2 separate regions of the Mus musculus genome follow, and region 1 is linked to region 2. A link is a contact called in public HiCAR-type data. All regions are on one chromosome and are shown on one strand. Each heading gives the region's core, a stretch centred on a gene start, on an enhancer-like site or on the middle of the called end of the contact. The rest is flanking DNA. Distances are from core to core; before and after follow the strand shown. Region 1 holds the start of Wdr64 (WD repeat domain 64). Region 2 overlaps Rgs7 (regulator of G protein signaling 7).

Evidence for each region. HiCAR-type assays count read pairs that join an accessible place to other places.
Region 1: a contact with region 2 is called in a HiCAR-type map of astrocytes, with 2.8 times the contacts expected there. The contact joins the promoter of Wdr64 here to the enhancer-like site in region 2. A contact is called at or near these places in 2 of 39 promoter capture datasets (both in liver) and 4 of 115 datasets of contacts at active chromatin or transcription factors (astrocytes, embryonic forebrain, embryonic hindbrain and 1 more).

What each region holds. Positions count from the first base shown.
Region 1 is chr1:175,696,442-175,701,403 of GRCm38.p6, forward strand. Wdr64 (WD repeat domain 64) reads left to right here and starts at 2,152. Exons shown (of 28, transcript NM_029453.2): 1 at 2,152-2,490. The coding sequence starts at 2,346. Gm39707 (a long non-coding RNA gene) reads left to right here. Exons shown (of 3, transcript XR_865748.2): 3 at 1-217.
Region 2 is chr1:175,126,003-175,131,110 of GRCm38.p6, forward strand. The region is part of intron 6 of Rgs7 (regulator of G protein signaling 7); the gene reads right to left. Among named protein-coding and RNA genes, the nearest start is that of Grem2, 210 kb to the left of the region's middle. Within about 2 kb of position 2,694, at least 37 of the 459 cell types and tissues checked have an H3K27ac peak or open chromatin away from gene starts, as enhancers often do. A contact at or near this core is called in astrocytes and forebrain, where this site is marked.

The DNA of each region.
Region 1 (4,962 bases), core at 902-3,401, 570 kb after region 2:
CTCCCAGGGCTCTGGCATTTATACCCTCTCCAGAGTCCTCAGGATTAAACTCTCCAAAGCTGGCAGAATCACAATCTTGCCAGAGCATACACGAGGCAAATAGTCAGCGGCTGTGGATAATCTGCGGCAGCCCCTACATCCCACACCTGGGGTTGAAACAATGAACAGAACTGGATTTGTAAAGGAAACCAAAACTCTCACTACAGAGGGCCTTGGAGTTCCCTAGAACTGGAATTGCAAACAGTTGGGAGCTGCCTGATGCTGAGTGCGGGTCCTCCAAGCGTACACCTACTTTTAAGTACTGTCTTCCCACTCTCACCAATAATCTCACCAATAATCCTGAAAGCATTCCAATTTCTAACTATTTTGTAAAACTTGTTACTTTTTAGTTTGATTGTGCAAAGCCTAAAGACAGTCCACATACCTGTGTGCGGCTGGTTCTCGTGTGTATCAAGCACGTGCTGACGTCAGGACTCTACGCCAATGCTTTGCTGGAACACCTTTTAACCATTTAGCCTCATGACTTGTTACCTCCCCTGCAGGATTCTGCCAAATATCTTTTTGTTAAGTAATTGTTTATTACACACACACACACACACACACACACCCCACTCCAGTGCACACACCTTTACTCAGTCTTCAGAGCATTTACCACCTTCTGGAATACCATGCACGTGCCTGTTTTCACCATTAGATTGTAAGCTCAACACACCATTCGCTCACTATTCTATCACTACTACCTAAGTACCTGCTAGCATAAGTAGGTGTCTGATAAGTATGCGCTGAATGGATGGATGAGGAAATAGAAGAATTCATGGATGAGGATTGTAGGAAAGATAGTTCCTAGGATGTTGCCAAATAGTATTTGGATGGGAGAAAAGGAATAAAGAATAAATAGTGTGAGGAGATTCTCTAAGTAAGATGTTTATAGGAATTTACTCCCCTAATAGCTCATAGTGAGAGGATGAACACCTGGTACTCAAAACAGGAGTGCCCCCTAATGCCACTCGCTTCAATTCTGAACTCAGGATTGCACAAGATGGTTTAAAAGATGCACTACCAAGGAATAGGGACTCTATCTGTCTCACATTTCCATGAGTTGACTGTTGATGAACATGTTGATGAATAGACTTTTATAAAACACTGGGGAGGGCTGGGGGCTGGAGACATATCTCCATTGATAAAGTATTTGTTGCACAAACATAAGGCCATGAATCGAGATTCCCCAGCACGCACGTTAGAAGATAGGCACAGTGGGCTAGGCAACTGGAATACTGGTGCTCAGGATGCAGAGGCAGATGGATGCTTAGGGCTTGTTGGCCACCTAATACAGTCAATACAGCTTCAGGTTCCGGAGAGATCCTACATCAAAGATGAAAGTACAGCGTGTGTAAGAAAATGGGCAGTATCATCCTCAGGCTTCCTTGTGCAAACGTATTCACAGCGGAGCATTTGTGTGCACATGTGCGGGCACACAAACACAGTTGGAGATTGGAGAACTTGAATCAGAGGTAAGCATTTGGACTCAGTGGAATCAGACGTTAATTTTAATGGAAAAAACAAGCAGAAAGGCCTCTTCTCCTTCAACTGGCTCCCCCCGAAAAATGTCCTCTCAAGGACACCTTCCTTATCCTTGGCTCCTTTTAGTATTTTAACTAAAGTAAGTGCATAAAGAGAAGGAAGGAAGAAAGAAAGAAAGAAAGAAAGAGAGAAAGAAAGAAAGAAAGGCTTTCATTCTCCACAACTTCTAAAAATATCTTTATTGGTGCCAAGTAAGACAGGAGATGAAAATATATTTTCATCCTCACAGGTTCATCTTCCATATCCAGGAGAGCTATGGGAACAAATGTAAACTTTACTCTCTGTAGTACCTTGAGGGAGACAGGAGGCTGGGAGTGAGAAGAGACATTCATTCCGATTAAAGTAATGCCTGGATTCCTTCCTTTACCCTTCCATTTTCTCAATAGGCAGACACACACACACACACACACACACACACATACACACACCCTGCAGGAGGTGGATCCCAATCTGCTGTGGGACTTACAGAGACACTGTGACCTAATGAAGTCCCCATGATGGCCAATGTTAACATTATGAGGTCAGGACCCTTCACTAACACCCCTGCCTCTATGAAATGCAGCAGGCCTCAGCTGTCCTCCTGCTAACCTGCTAGAAACAACTCTTACTCCTTGTTCCTCTAGAACAGGGATATAAAAGTCAGAGGAATGAGACCTAGGGCAAAAGTTGAAACAGCAGACACATTATAAGAACTAGAAGCATTTCCACATTGGCAAGTTTGCAGTATTATTTCTGCGCAGAAATAAGAGACTCCCTATGTCTGTATGGATGCCAAGGATGAGAAGCGGTTCAACCTCGCGCTGCAGATCAACAATTTCAAAGCGTCCTTGGTTGAGTTCAATAAACTGGTTGAACAGACAACAGCCCAGAAAAAGGAAGAAAGAGCAGGCATATTTATACCAAAAGAAGGTAAGATGGATGGTTACAGGGAAGTCCATCTGGATTCGTTGATTAGGTCATCGGAGAAAAGCAGTCTTGTTTAAACCCAAGACACTGAATGGGGGACCAGACCTGAGTTCTTTCTTTGTCCCCGACATACTTAGCTAGGCATGAGGAAGCCTTTTGTATTTACCTGTAATATAAAGAGTTGGATTAAATAGCATTAAGAGTTTATATTCCAGACACTATCAGTCACAGGCCCACCTGAGACTCAGTATAGCATAGTGAACACGCAGGAGGCCCTCTGTGTCTCTGTGTTACCCAGCTTAACTAGAACTGGAATAAAATGCAGTCCACTTTGCTTGGGAAAACAATGGGAGTTAGAGAGGAGTCACCTGCCCAAGTCTCTTAAGAGTCAGAAGGGTTCAGATCTTTCCGGAAGTTCTCTGGATCTTGGCTGAGCTCTCTATAAAGCGCTCAACAAAGCTTGAATTTCCCTCCTGTCAGCTTGTTTTACCTCTTGCTACAATTGATTCTCCAAACTCTCACCATGTTTTTAAATTGTTGATGGGGCTTCTGTTTCTCTCAGCCAAGTTTCCTATCCTAGGAGAGAGCCAGGCACAGAGCCTAGAATTCGTTCTCTCTCCCTTTTCCTCTAGCCCAATACTTCCTAAGTCAGCAGCCCTCCTCCCCTCCTCTCCAACACTGTCAATTTGCTGCAACAACCTCAGAAGTCTCTTTTTCCACCAGCTTTGCCCTTTGATTCTAAAAATATACTCTGTCAACTCGTCCTTGACTCTCTTCCCTTAAGATATTCCTCCATGTCTCCTCTCTGCTTCTCTGCTAAATTTCCCTACAGCATCTCTGCCTTTCTCTCATCCACTCCAGGCTGGCTTCCCTCATTTTTGCTGAAAATATATTCAGTATCTAACACTGTTGCCAAATTCAGATAAGTTGTGGTTTTTTTCTTTCTTTCTTTTAGACGGTCTCACTATGTAGCCCAGGCTGGTCTGAAACTTGATATCCTCCACTCCCAGTTTGTCCAGGTGTGCACCACCAAGGCTGACTTTGCTATCACGTTTCAGCCCACGTGACCATTTCACTGCAGGAACACTGGTCTGGTCTCCTCTTCTGCTCTGAGAAGCTCCTCCCTCCATGCTCCTCCCCCTGTGTGTCTTGACAGTCTCTTCTGGTTTTGCTCATTTCTCTTTCTTTCTTTTTCTTTCTTTTTCTTTTTCTTTTTTTTTTTTTCTTTTGTCGTTTGTCCTGAGTTTCTGCCTAGTGTGTTCTTGCCCAAGTCTTATGGCATGAATGCTGGCTGCCTAGTCTCCAGAGCCGTGTAGTTAGCATCACTTTTGAGAGGAGTCTTCATAATATATAATCATAGTTCTCTCAGATTGTTCTAACACCTGCTGGGAGTCTTCCATCCAGACTTATTCCTTCTGATATATTTCTACAACGAGTTTTTCCTCTAGCTCTGCCACAATCCTGGTTTACTAACTCACCTTTAGAATCTGTACATGCCATCTTGCTGAGCATGAGTCACGCCTCAACCTTTCCGGCATCAACGTCTGGCACCTTCAATCCTGTCAGAGGCTTTTCAACATTTCTAAATATGTCATAGTGGTTTTTTTTTAAATATTTACTTATTTACTTTGTAAACTGAAACTGTAGCAACTGAACTACATCCTCATGCCTGAGCTGAACTTTTCAGGAAAAAAAAAAAAAAGGCAAATCTATGTTTAAAATGCCACATGGCTGTGGACCATGTGAGCTTTGTCACCAACCAGTCCTGACTTAGTGCCCTCTCATCTATCACACAAAACTTTGGAGTTGTATTAGTAGACCACTGACTTCCACCAAATCCGAAGCTAAGATGCCATCGGATAGAACCTAATTCGTCAGCAGTATTTTGCCTGCTTTGATATTCCCATCAATGGGTCTGAAAATGCCATGTCATGACCTTTTTGTTGTTGTTGTTATTGTTGTTGTTGTTGTGTGGCTATGAAAGCGTACCATGGCCACATTGGAATATGTTATTCAGGACAACTTGAATCTGTTCCCAAGCTATGGTCACTCAAACCTGGCTCAAAAACAAACTTTTATTCCCTTTGAGGTAAGAGCTGTGATTTGTGTCCACAGTTATTAAATTGTTTCTTTTGCAGAACTTGTAGTGGCTAATGTGCCGTTCTCCCGACTTGGGCATCTCTCCAGTCCCTCTTTCCTCTTTCAATTCTCAAGAAAGTAGAAAGCTACCTCTTTGCAAACACGCTCCCATTCGCCCCTAAGCAGAGGCATCCTCAGCACTGTTACTGTTTTTATTGCTGCCTCCAGGAATTTACCTGCTTTATTTAGGCTGCTGAGGTTAATATGTACTCTGTGCTTGACCATTGATCTGGAAGTGTTTTGAAGGTTTTGCACAGATAAGGCCAGCTCAGAGTCTGGTGTCAGGAGGCACTCCTTGAACACGTGTTAAATTAAGAAGTTAGCCTTGCTCCCCAC
Region 2 (5,108 bases), core at 1,444-3,943:
TCAGCTTCTGCATAAAAGGAGTGTATGGGACCTTTCTCTAGAACATCTTCCTCCTTGATACCAGTAGCCTGTGACACAGCCTCTAATCCAGTAGTTCTCAGCCTTTGGGTGAGACCCCTTTGCAGGTCACACATCAAATATCTTGCATATTAGATATTTATATTACAATTGATAGCTTAGTAAAATTACACATAAAGTAGCATGAGATGATGTTATGGTTGGGGTTTAACACAACACGAGGAACTGTATTAGAAGATTATGGCATTTCGGAGCTGGCCAACTTCTTGTCTTTTCTTAGAAATATTTGTGCAGGCACTTGCTCACTATTTAACTCACTTATTTGCTTTCTTGCAGTTTAACTGACACAACTGGGCCAATTCAGCTACTCTCTGGACTTGATGGAGGTTTGAAGCACATATTTAATTCATGTTGTTTCTGTGGATTTTGGAAGGTGCTCCTCATCCTGTCACTGTTATAGTTATTGATAGGTCTTCATGCTTTGCAAAACCTGCCACAGAGATGTTCAACATCTTCAACATCTATATGCTCAGTGGAAGCATCATGATTTATTGAGCTTTTGAGGTTCCATTTATTTGCTTGCTTGTCTTCTTTGGTGATTCAGCTAGTGATGATTGGACTGACTTTTATTATTAGGGAATGTGACTTTTTCCTGTTAGATTTAACACCTGTTTGTATGCTAGAGATAAAAACGTACATTCATTACATATGCAAGAAGTCCATTTTCCCCTTAGGCTTCTGTGGAGAAGGTTAATTAACAATAAATGTGATATCTAGATATTAATTATAGATTATGTGTGTGAACATGCACATATACAGATAATATGCATCAGCACCACATGCATTGTAATTTGCTTTTCTGTATTAAACATGACTAAAATTTACTGTTGTTTTATATTATATAGGTACAGCTAATCCTCTATAACAACTGTAGCCTGTCCTATGAATGAAGATATATATATATATATATATATATATATATATATATATATATATATATATATTTGTTTGACTATATTTCATCATTTTTGGCTATATGTACAATGACCCAATAAAGGTTTTTCCTTCACACATATTTGGAGTCTGTGGAAAATAGCACAGTTTGAATTTTATAATATTGCCACATTTTCATACATAAAACTCTTCTCTCAAGAATGATAGAATTTTCCCTCCTTTGGGTTTTGCTAGTCTGGCTTGAGAGAGATGTGTTAAAGCCCAATGTTTTCATTATCTTTCTGTAACTGTTTTATTATATTTCAAACAATTTTAATATTATATATCTTTACTATAAAATATTTCAATGGATTGTTATTTTTCACTAGGCAAATGACTTTACATTTACTATCTTTCATTTGATCAATATTATAACTGCTAATTTAGTTTTCTTCTTGTATTATATTTGCCTAGCACACGTTGGTCCACCATTTCATACGTTTAGTTATTTAATTAGTTTTTGAGTCCAGGTCTCGCTATGTAACCCAGCCTGGCCTAAAACTCTCCAATTAGACCAGGCTAGCCTCAGACTCACAGACATCTGCCTGCCTCTGCCTCTGCCTCTGGAGAGCTAGAATTAAAGGTGTGTGCTACCACACCTAGCTTGCCATCATCTGTTTAAACTGACTTACTTTGTTTTACTTAAAAACCAACTAAAATACTTGTTCTTTTGGTAGACTAATGTAAATTTTTTTTATTCTTAATTGAATTTTATGTGACTGTGAATTTTGTCTGCATGTGTGTCTGTGCACCTCATGCATACCAGGTGCCAGAGGAGGGCATCAGGCTCCTTGGAACTAGAAGTAGAGTTAGAAATGGTTGTGAACCTCTATATGTGTATGGGGAATCAAGCCCAGGTCCTCTGAAAGAGAAGCCAGTGTTCTTGTCACTGAGCCATCTCTGAAGCCCCTTTCATCCATCCTTTTTCTTACATCCACTATTCTTTTCCTCACACACCCCTCCCTCCCTTCCTTTCCTCCTCTGTCTTCCTCTATTTTCTACTATTTGTTTCATGAGTAAGTTTTCTTTAACAACTACAACAGTATTTGATAAGTAATAAAACTTTTTATCATTCAAACTTACCTCCTCAAATGAAGGCTCAACTGTTTAATTCCTTAAACTATGACCTCAGAAATTAAGCAGTGACTAATACAATCTGCCACCAATGATGAAGAACTAGTTTATTTTCAGCCTTTAGTCTTCTAATATCTTAATGAATAAAATCTATTCTGTGCCACTAATTAGCATTTTTAAAGTAAACTGTAGCGCTCATGTTTTATTTAAAACATTTTGATTCAATCATTTTGGAACTTAGAGGGAAGGTAGAGAAAGCAGTTGTCTTGGGTTATTCAACAGAAAACTGTCTTTTCGCAGCTTTCTCTTATAAGTGTAAATTTGTTTAATATAACCAAGCTTAGATTCCCATATTGTTTCTGGTTTTCTTTAGTGTTTGCCCACTTGTCTGGGTGAGGTGACCACACAGGTGACAGGAAACTGGGGAACTGCACGCTGAGCTCCAGGCTTTCTGTCGGTCAACCCCTCAAGCATTCATCCATAGCTTTCCTCTCTTCCTTTCACTGGCTGTTAATCCTGCTGCTGAACAACTGGGGGTCTCTGACATGTGGAGAATTGAGGTCAGATTAGGGATGGAACCTTCTACTACAGTGCCACACTGAAATCCCAAGAAACCTTAAAAGGCAAACAGGCTTTCTCGGTTCTCTTTGAGCTTGCTTCTATTTCTAGCCCTCATGCATACACAGGGAATCTTTAATGAGGTTACTTGGACTTGATCCAGTGCTCTAAAGCTGCCAAGTTTCTTGAGAAAAGCAACCTTAGTTATATCCATAGGGTCATTTCCTAGCTCCAAGCTCCATTGATTCCATTCAAATGAGAGGGACTCTGCAGTGTGTGTGTGTCTTTTACTTCTTTCTGTGTTTCTGTCTGCTCACTGCCAGCTTCACCTTCACTCTTTTCGGTCTATGTATGAAAAGAAAGGAGCAGTTTTGAAGACCTTCCTGGAAAGTAAAGTATTTCAGTCTGTCATTGCTTCTTATGTCTGCTTTCAGATTCAAATACAGTCTGTGTTTAATGGACATACAGGTTAAACCTTAAAATTTTGAGAGCTTAAAAAAATATATACAGAAATTACTATTTTAATTGTAAAGAAGGATATAGCTCCTTTTTAAAAAAATAAGAATTTCCCTGGAGATTTTGTGGAGGTGCTCAATGGGTAAAATCACACATGCTCAAACATGCAGATCTGGCCCCAGCTACTCATAAAAGTGGCCTATGTCTATAGTGTGCTTGTAGCACCAGCACTGTGGGTGGAGATGGGATCCCAAAAGTTCACTGGCCAGCCAGCTTAGCTCAAACTGCACATTTCTGTTTCTGTGAGAAACCCTGTCTCAGGACAATAAGGCATAGTGGTATAGAGGAAGAAACCCAACACAGAGCTCTGGCATCCACATGCACACCCAAGGAACACAACCAGTCTCTATACACTCTGCATATACAGTACACACACACACACACACACACACACACACACACACACACGTACCTATGCACAAAAAAATCAGGTCTGTATGCCCTTGTGTCTAACACCAGTCTCAGAGACCTCATGAGACAGTCTCTAACCAAACAAAGCGAACAGAAGAACAACAGATTCTTTCCTTTGTTTGCACTGGTCTCTCTCTCCCCTCTCACACCTCTTTCTTCCTGTGACATGGTTTTTAATGTGACATTTAAAGATTCATGAACAAGTTGATGGGATGGCTCAGTGGGTAAAGGTGGTGACTGCCAACCCTGATAGTCTGAGTTCCACCCCTGGGATCCACATGGAGGGAGGAGAACCAGGTCTTACAAGTTGTCCTCCGACCCCCAGACATGGCAATGCAATTTTACTCCCACGTCAATTTTAAAACAAATATTAAATTTAGCTAGCATTCCTAGTACATTCAAATGTAATGGTTAATGCCCTTTCTTTTCCCTCAAATCCTAAACGACCTGTGGTGGTTTGAATGAAAATGACCCCCAATAGGACCATAGTGAGTGACCACACTGGGAGCTGTGGCCTTGTTGGAGGAAGAGTGTCACTGGGGATGGGCTTTGAGGTTTTACAAACCCACGTCAGGCTCTCTTCCTGCTGATCCAGATGTAGAACTCTTGGCATCTGCATGGGTGCTGCCATGCTTCCTGCCATGACAATGATGGACTAAGCCTCTGGACCTGTAAGCCTGCCTCAATTAAATATATATCTTATCGTGATCATGGTGTCTCTTTACAGCACTAGAAATCTTAACGAAGACATGACCTCACTCTTCCTTCATGACCACTGCTGGTTTTTTCAGTGAGACTCCTCATCAACTGTGGTCTCAAGTCATGCCTCCCATTACTCTCAGGGCACTGACTCCATAACTATTCTGGTCTTTCCCGACATTCAGTCTAGTTTCTCTCTAGACCTTGGTAGGCTTTCAGATCTAGTGCTTTCTTTCCACTGTACTTCATTATTTCTGATACAGAGTAATGAGTTTTCATGTCTTTATTGTACTTTTACCTCCAGTTCCTTATATCTGAAGAGTGATGCTGTTTATCTCACCACTGAAAACTCATGCATTGTTGACCAGGGGCCAGAGACAGAAAACAATTTGAGCTCTTGTTCATTAAAAGAATGATTCTTTTTTTCGGAGCTCTGGCTTCTACTTTGCAAAGCAGGTCTCCAACAAGGACCATTTTAAGTGAGAAATGTATTAAAACCATGGTTTAAGTGAGAAATATATTAAAACCATGGTTGTTTTAACTGAAGAGGTAAAGTCTAGCTTTATTGATGAATGGTGGGAAAACTGTTTTTGCTTAAACTATGGAAAATTACAGATATGGACCATTCTGTTCTGTTAAGCTGCATAACTACATGCTATAGAAACTATGCTAAATTTGAAAAAATCTTATTTTGAACTTGAAAATGTATTCTGTCTGGCTACTATTGTTTTATCTGTCATTTTCCAGGCTATGCATTATTATATTTCTTTGCATATGTAATAGGAAGGAAAATTTTTTACTAGTGTAGTCTCACATTTCCCAGGGCAGGTCTTGAACTC